Linked DNA regions of Hordeum vulgare: region 1 is linked to region 2. The links are chromatin contacts, called in public Hi-C maps. All regions are on one chromosome and are shown on one strand. The core of a region is the stretch at or near the end of the contact, and the rest is flanking DNA. Distances in the headings are between cores, read along the strand shown.

Region 1 (3,366 bases), core at 790-3,289, 110 kb after region 2:
GTTTAGACTTTTTCGTTATTTACATGACTTGCCCCATGGAGAAGAACTTAGTGCTCCTGTGCACCCTATATGCGCCAAATAGTTTAGTAATTGTAAAAAGCTGTAAACATTTAATATTGTTTTGAATCCAATTTGTTCAAGTATTGTTCTCATGTAAAAAAATCCACGAAGGAACGATTCTCATTAACTTAAGTGGAAAAACAATTATTTGGGGATTAAGTAATGTCAATAGTACCTGTATATAGCCTTTGATTTGTTGTTTTCCGCTCAGGATACAGTGAAAGTCGTTCCTTAGCAAATATTTTTTATACAAGTAAAATACTTGATCATATTTGATTCCAGAAAAGTTTTGGAATCTTTAGACTTTTTCCATTTACTAAATTATTTATGCCTATAGGGTGCGTTCGCACCCGAGAGCACCGATGTATTAATCTTTGCCTCAGCCCCTGCTATACCTAGGCCCGGCCCCAAAATACAAGGCCTAGGCCCTATGGGCTGGGCTTGGGCTTGAGTTTTGAGCCCATCAGCGGGGTCGGGCCGGGTTTGGGCTTGACATGTTGGGATTTTAAGGAAGAGGCCCAGCCTATCACCCCAAGCCCGACGGGATTTTCAATAAATGGGTCGGACTTGGGCTTCAAAGTAGGGCTGATGACAGGGCCTGGGCCTCAGTTTTTTGTCATGGGCTTTTTAGGGCCCGACGCAAGCCCGATCCAGACCGGCCCATGGCCAGATATAGCCCCTACTTTAGCTGGACCCTGCCGCCTAGGAGAAGAAAATCACCCCCTAGCCTCCATCCAAAACGGGTAATGTGGCGAAAATATCTGATATGTACCAACTCGGGAGCATCGTCCTTGTCTAGTTGATTCCTAGTCATCGTAAACCTTCGGATCTTTCGACGTTGTCCAATACATGAAAGACCGTCGGCCAACCTCGCAACTCGTCACCTCTTTCTTGCACGCACCATTCTTTGTTCTCCCCCAACCCTGCCCGTATGAGGTCAGCGCCTCCACCGTTGGCCGCCTTCCGTGTGTCCCCTCCACCTTTCGGAGCCGGCTGTCAAATTCTGTCGCACGATCACCAATGCAGGTTGCGACAATGGCGATGAGATTTCGACCTTGCCCCATATCATACCATCGCCGACATCCTCCACATAGCTAAGACAACACGAGGTGGTAGGAGCACTGCGACATGAGCGAAAATAAGCGAAGGTGGTAACAGTGGGATGGAGAATGAGGAAAAAAGAAGACCACTAACTGGCCGGTCAGACATGCCATAAGAAAAGAGGGGGTGAAGACTATTGTTGAAGTTGGTGACAAATTTTTGGGCTCTCAAATTGAGGACTACACTAGTTTGTAAGCTAGGGCTATTGCTAAAAATGCATAACCTCTCAATGAATTATGACTCGAGAGAAAGTTTTAATCTATACAATACCAATCATGACACTACAAAAAACACGAGAAGTAACAAAAAAAAAACCAAATTCGTGGACCATCCAGTCACAACGAGCCGAAGGTGCGTCCACAGGGCTAAATTCAAAATGAATTTTTGAATAATTCAAAATTTAAACTTTTCTATTTTAAAAAAATCTGAAAAAAATATGAAAGTAAAGAAGGATGTTATGCGTATGTGTGCAAAAATTTAGGATGAAATACCTTGAAATACGATCTACACAAAAAAGACAAATTCATGACCTGAAATGATGAATAGTGTCATGTGTAAAAAAGCCTCAGATTTGTCTTTTTTGCATAGCCCTCATTTTAATGTATTTTTTTCTAAAAATTTACACACATGTGTTAAGCCTTCACTAATCCCTGTATTTTTTTTTCAGAATTTTTTGGAATGTAAAATTATGAATTTTCATGAAATTTTGAGTTTCAAATTTAAAGTGCTCCATGGAGCTCGGGAGCCAAAAGCAATTTCCGTTAGAATTGGACAAAACAATGGAGCAGTAACAAGTAAGATGTCCATGTCTCATCATCAACAAAAACAAAAACAAGTAGAAAAGGCAAGGAAGAAAATATCAGGAGAGAAAAGAAAGGAGAATGGCGTCCAAGTGGGATGGTGTGGAAGTCAAGGCACAAAGTTCCAACCACACCCTGAATAAAAGCCCACGCACACTCTGAATCCCGGAGCTGAGCTCCTCCTCTTCCTCCTCCCACCGGCGCTCCGTACCACCCACCCACCGCACACCCACCCACCTCTGACCTCGCCGGGGACGGCCGGAGGAGGAGCCGGAGCCGATCGATGGGGCACGGGCTCAGCTGCAGCCGCGACGGCGACGAGCACGACTTCTTCCGCGCCGCGCAGGCCGGCGACCTCGACGCGCTCGACGGCCTCCTCGCCGCCGACCCGGCGCTCGCCCGCCGCGCCACGCTCTACGACCGCCTCACCGCGCTCCACGTCGCCGCCGCCAACGGCTGCCTCCCGGCCGTCGACATGCTCCTCGCCCGCGGCGTCCGCCCCGACGTTGTCGACCGCCGCAAGCGCACCCCGCTCATGCTCGCCGCCACCCACGGCCACATCGACTGCGCCCTCGCCCTCCTCCGCGCCGGCGCCAATGTCAGTGATACCTTCAAAGCCCAACTCTTTTCCTTTCCTCCATGGATTCCGGTTTGCTGACTCTGATTGAGTTTCGATTTACCAGATTCTGATGTTCGACTCGGTGAACGCGCGGACGTGCCTGCACCACGCGGCGTACTACGGCCACGCCGACTGCCTGCGGGCCATCCTCGCCGCGGCGCGCACCACGCCGGTGGCCGACTCGTGGGGCTTCGTGCGATTCGTCAACGTCCGGGACGAGCACGGCGCCACGCCGCTGCACGTGGCCGCCAGGCAGGGCCGGCCGGAGTGCGTGCACCTGCTGCTCGAGAGCGGCGCCATCGTCTCCGCCCCCACGGGATCCTACGGCTTCCCGGGGAGCACGGCGCTTCACCTGGCGGCGCGCGGCGGCAGCCTGGAGTGCGTCCGGGAGCTGCTGGCGTGGGGTGCCGACCGCGTGCACCGGGACTCAGCGGGCCGGATCGCGTACTCGGTGGCGACGAAGCGCGGCCACGGCGCGTGCGCTGCGCTGCTGAACCCGTCGGCGGCGGAGCCCATGGTCTGGCCATCGCCGCTCAAGTTCATCGGCGAGCTGGGGGCGGACGCGAGGGCGCTCCTTGAGGCGGCTCTGGCCGAGGCGAACCGGGAGCGGGAGAAGAAGATCCTCAAGGGCACCAATTACACGGACGCCTCGCCGGCGCTCTCCGACGCCGGTGGCGACGACGACGCCGACGACGTGGACGACCAGGAGGACGAGGAGGTGTGCAGCATCTGCTTCGAGCAGGCGTGCAGCATCGAGGTGGAGGACTGCGGGCACCGGATGTGCGC
Region 2 (3,441 bases), core at 53-2,552:
TGATTCATCATCCATCGGTTGATCCAAAACGTCAATTATTACCTTTGATGGAGGAATACATCTACACCATACATACATGGCTGATGGTCGTCTGCTGTGTGTGTCGCAACACATGGGACAACAACAATGACATCTAAGCTTATTATGTTGTCAAACCCACCGTGACTAGGCCCTTCTCCACCAAAACCATAGCCGACATCAATCCTAGTGTGGAACAATCTGTTTTCGAAGACGAAACACACATAGTGTGGAACAATCGCACGGCAGTATATACAAACAAGAAGAAAACGTTAAACTGTTACAACTTGTTGGTTGTGCTTCCTATCACACCCTTTTTTTTCCACTAATACGAAAAGGTTGGGTATCATTCCATCTATAGAAGAAATTAAAGGTGAGTACATTAGGTGATATAATGGATGGAATGAATGTATGAGGCGTGAATATGATGCGCGGAACAGAGAGACATGGGATGCTCCGTCCAAACGAAAAAACAACACAACTAAACTCGCCGCCCTGGGAAGCATCCCAAACCAAAGAAACATAACGGCTAACATCTCTAAATCTACCATCAAGGATACCACGAGCAAATAAGATAGCGCCTTCACGAAGAAGAGCGCCGCCGAGGCGCCACTGCCATCCGATCCAAAAACCCAAACGTAGGGTTTTCACTAATGCTCGAAGACGGGATACTTGAAGAGGGGGCACATATAGCAGCACATACAGCTTCAAGAAGGGATGGCACCTACGGGTGTCGCCGCCGTTGCTAGCATCAAACTGTCGAGAAAGAATTTGGCCAAGCTAGAAAACGGCTTATAGACTAATGTGAGATGACTAGACATCTTAACTAATTGGTTAATCTGCAGGCTAAGTCAGATTAATTAGCCTGGCCCTATCCACTTGGGCCCTCATTCAGAAAACCATCATCCATCCACTGCTAGATGAACTCAAAGATTTTTCAGTTAGGACGGGCACACGTACGTATATACCGGGACCCATTTCATGACGACCCTCATTCAGAAAACCATCATCCATCCACTTCATGACGACCCTCGCACAGAAACAATTTGTTTGTGTTGTTACTGTTAGCTATAGTTCTTTTCTTTTTGTCGAAAATATCTGTGTTTTTTGATTCGCGGACATCTTGGACCATAGATATACGCCATGTCATTTTCGGATGATTCATCCATAAGCTGATCCAACTTGAATTATTAAAGAAAAGCATTATTGTGCTGGTGGGCTATACACCATGCACACATACATGTCGACTGGTGATTTGACGTCCATGTCGCAGCTCATGGGACGTGGTACGACAACGATAGATAAGCTACCCGCTATCATATAATGGGTCAAGAACAATTTGGTAGTCCACGTCTTCTTGCAAGTTGCACATTACATTACAAACAAGAAAAGTGGTTAATCGGTACTCAATAGTATGTGCTTCCTCTCACCTTACATCCCGTGTGTGTCGGCGGCATGCTTGTGCCATGTACTCACAACATTTCTAAATATAAGGTTCTTTAGATATTTCAATATCAATTACATACGGATACATATAGACATATTTTAAAACATAGATTCATCAATTTTACTTCGTTCATAGTTCAGATTAAAAACTCTAAAAGGACTTACATATATTTATGAATGGAGAGAGTATGTACACGTGGAACGCGCCGATTCGAGAGAGAGGAGCCGCAGGCTCCCGACACCCCCGCTCCCTAGGATTCCCCCTCCCTCCCCCGCCGCCGGCCGTCCTAGCCCCCCCCCCCCCCCCCCCGCCGCCGCCAGCCGTCCCCGCCCCCTTCCCCTCTCCCCCTCCCGGATCCGCCCCGTGTCGTCTCCCCAGGAGGTGGCCGGGGCGGCGCGAGCCCCTCCCCTCTTCGGCTTCCCTCCAATCCCCTTCCCTCCCTGCCGCCGCCGATGGCCGCCCCCGACGCTTCGCCGGGCGGTGTTGGCGGCGGCGGGACTGCCTGTCCCCCCGCGCGCGGCTCCCTCCCCGGGGCATGGGGGCGGCAGCGGTGCTCCTCGGCTCGACGATGGTCCGGCGGCCCGACAGTAGTGGCCGGCGACGCGCGAGGTGGTGGTGTTTCCCCTTTGCGATGAGACGGCGTGGTGACGCAGGTTGGCCGGTGGCGCGCCCCCGGCCCAGATCTGGGCCCTGTGGGTCCCAACTGGGTCCTAGCGGGCCGACTCCCGGCGTGGCTTCATTGTCGTATGTGTGGTGAGGAGGAGGAGCAGCTCCGACGCGAGGGGGGGCGACGCCGAAGGCGCGCCTGTTGCAGCGCGATGGCGGGAGCTTTACGGGCGTGGAGAGCCCGGCCGGGCCTATGGGCCCACGTGCCTGGTATGCTCCTGCTATTGTGCCCAGTCGGCTACCGTCTTCGACGGTGGAGGTTGTACCCTCCCACGGGCCGACTGTGTTGCGGCCCCTAGTCCCGGCTCCTATTGTTGGAATTATGCCCTAGAGGCAATAATAAATATAGTTATTATTATAATTCCTGTGTCAAGATAATCGTTTATTATCCATGATATAATTGTATTGAATGAAGACTCATTTACATATGTGGATACATAGCCAAAACACCGTCCCTAGCAAGCCTCTAGTTGGCTAGCCAGTTGATCAAAGATAGTCAGTGTCTTCTGATTATGAACAAGGTGTTGTTGCTTGATAACTGGATCACGTCATTAGGAGAATCACGTGATGGACTAGACCCAAACTAATAGACGTAGCATGTTGATCGTGTCATTTTGTTGCTACTGTTTTCTGCGTGTCAAGTATTTATTCCTATGACCATGAGATCATATAACTCACTGACACCGGAGGAATGCTTTGTGTGTATCAAACGTCGCAACGTAACTGGGTGACTATAAAGATGCTCTACAGGTATCTCCGAAGGTGTTAGTTGAGTTAGTATGGATCGAGACTGGGATTTGTCACTCCTTGTGACGGAGAGGTATCTCGGGGCCCACTCGGTAATACAACATCACACACAAGCCTTGCAAGCAATGTAACTTAGTGTAAGTTGCGAGATCTTGTATTACGGAACGAGTAAAGAGACTTACCGGTAAACGAGATTGAAATAGGTATACGGATGCTGACGATCGAATCTCGGGCAAGTAACATACCGAAGGACAAAGGGAATGACATACGGGATTATATGAATCCTTGGCACTGAGGTTCAAACGATAAGATCTTCGTAGAATATGTAGGATCCAATATGGGCATCCAGGTCCCGCTATTGGATATTGACCGAGGAGTCTCTCGGGTCATGTCTACATAGTTCTCGAATCCGCAGGGTCTGCACACTTAAGGTTCGACGTTGTTTTATGCGTATTTGAGTTATATGGTTGGTTACCGAATGTTGTTCGGAGTCCCGGATGAGATCACGGACGTAACGAGGGTTTCCGGAATGGTCCGGAAATGAAGATTGATATATAGGATGA

Evidence for each region. A called contact is a pair of places that touch in the nucleus more often than the background predicts.
Region 1: a contact with region 2 is called in a Hi-C map of seedling, with 2.7 times the contacts expected there. The contact joins the promoter of LOC123445719 here to the enhancer-like site in region 2. A contact is called at or near these places in 3 of 6 Hi-C or Micro-C datasets (leaf and seedling).

What each region holds. Positions count from the first base shown.
Region 1 is chr3H:617,615,008-617,618,373 of MorexV3_pseudomolecules_assembly, forward strand. It overlaps LOC123445719 (E3 ubiquitin-protein ligase XB3-like), which reads left to right and starts at 2,040. Exons shown (of 2, transcript XM_045122744.1): 1 at 2,040-2,559; 2 at 2,645-3,366. The coding sequence starts at 2,245.
Region 2 is chr3H:617,505,944-617,509,384 of MorexV3_pseudomolecules_assembly, forward strand. No RefSeq gene overlaps it. Among protein-coding and RNA genes, the nearest start is that of LOC123441197, 25 kb to the left of the region's middle. Within about 2 kb of position 1,303, at least 3 of the 3 cell types and tissues checked have open chromatin away from gene starts, as enhancers often do. A contact at or near this core is called in leaf and seedling, where this site is marked.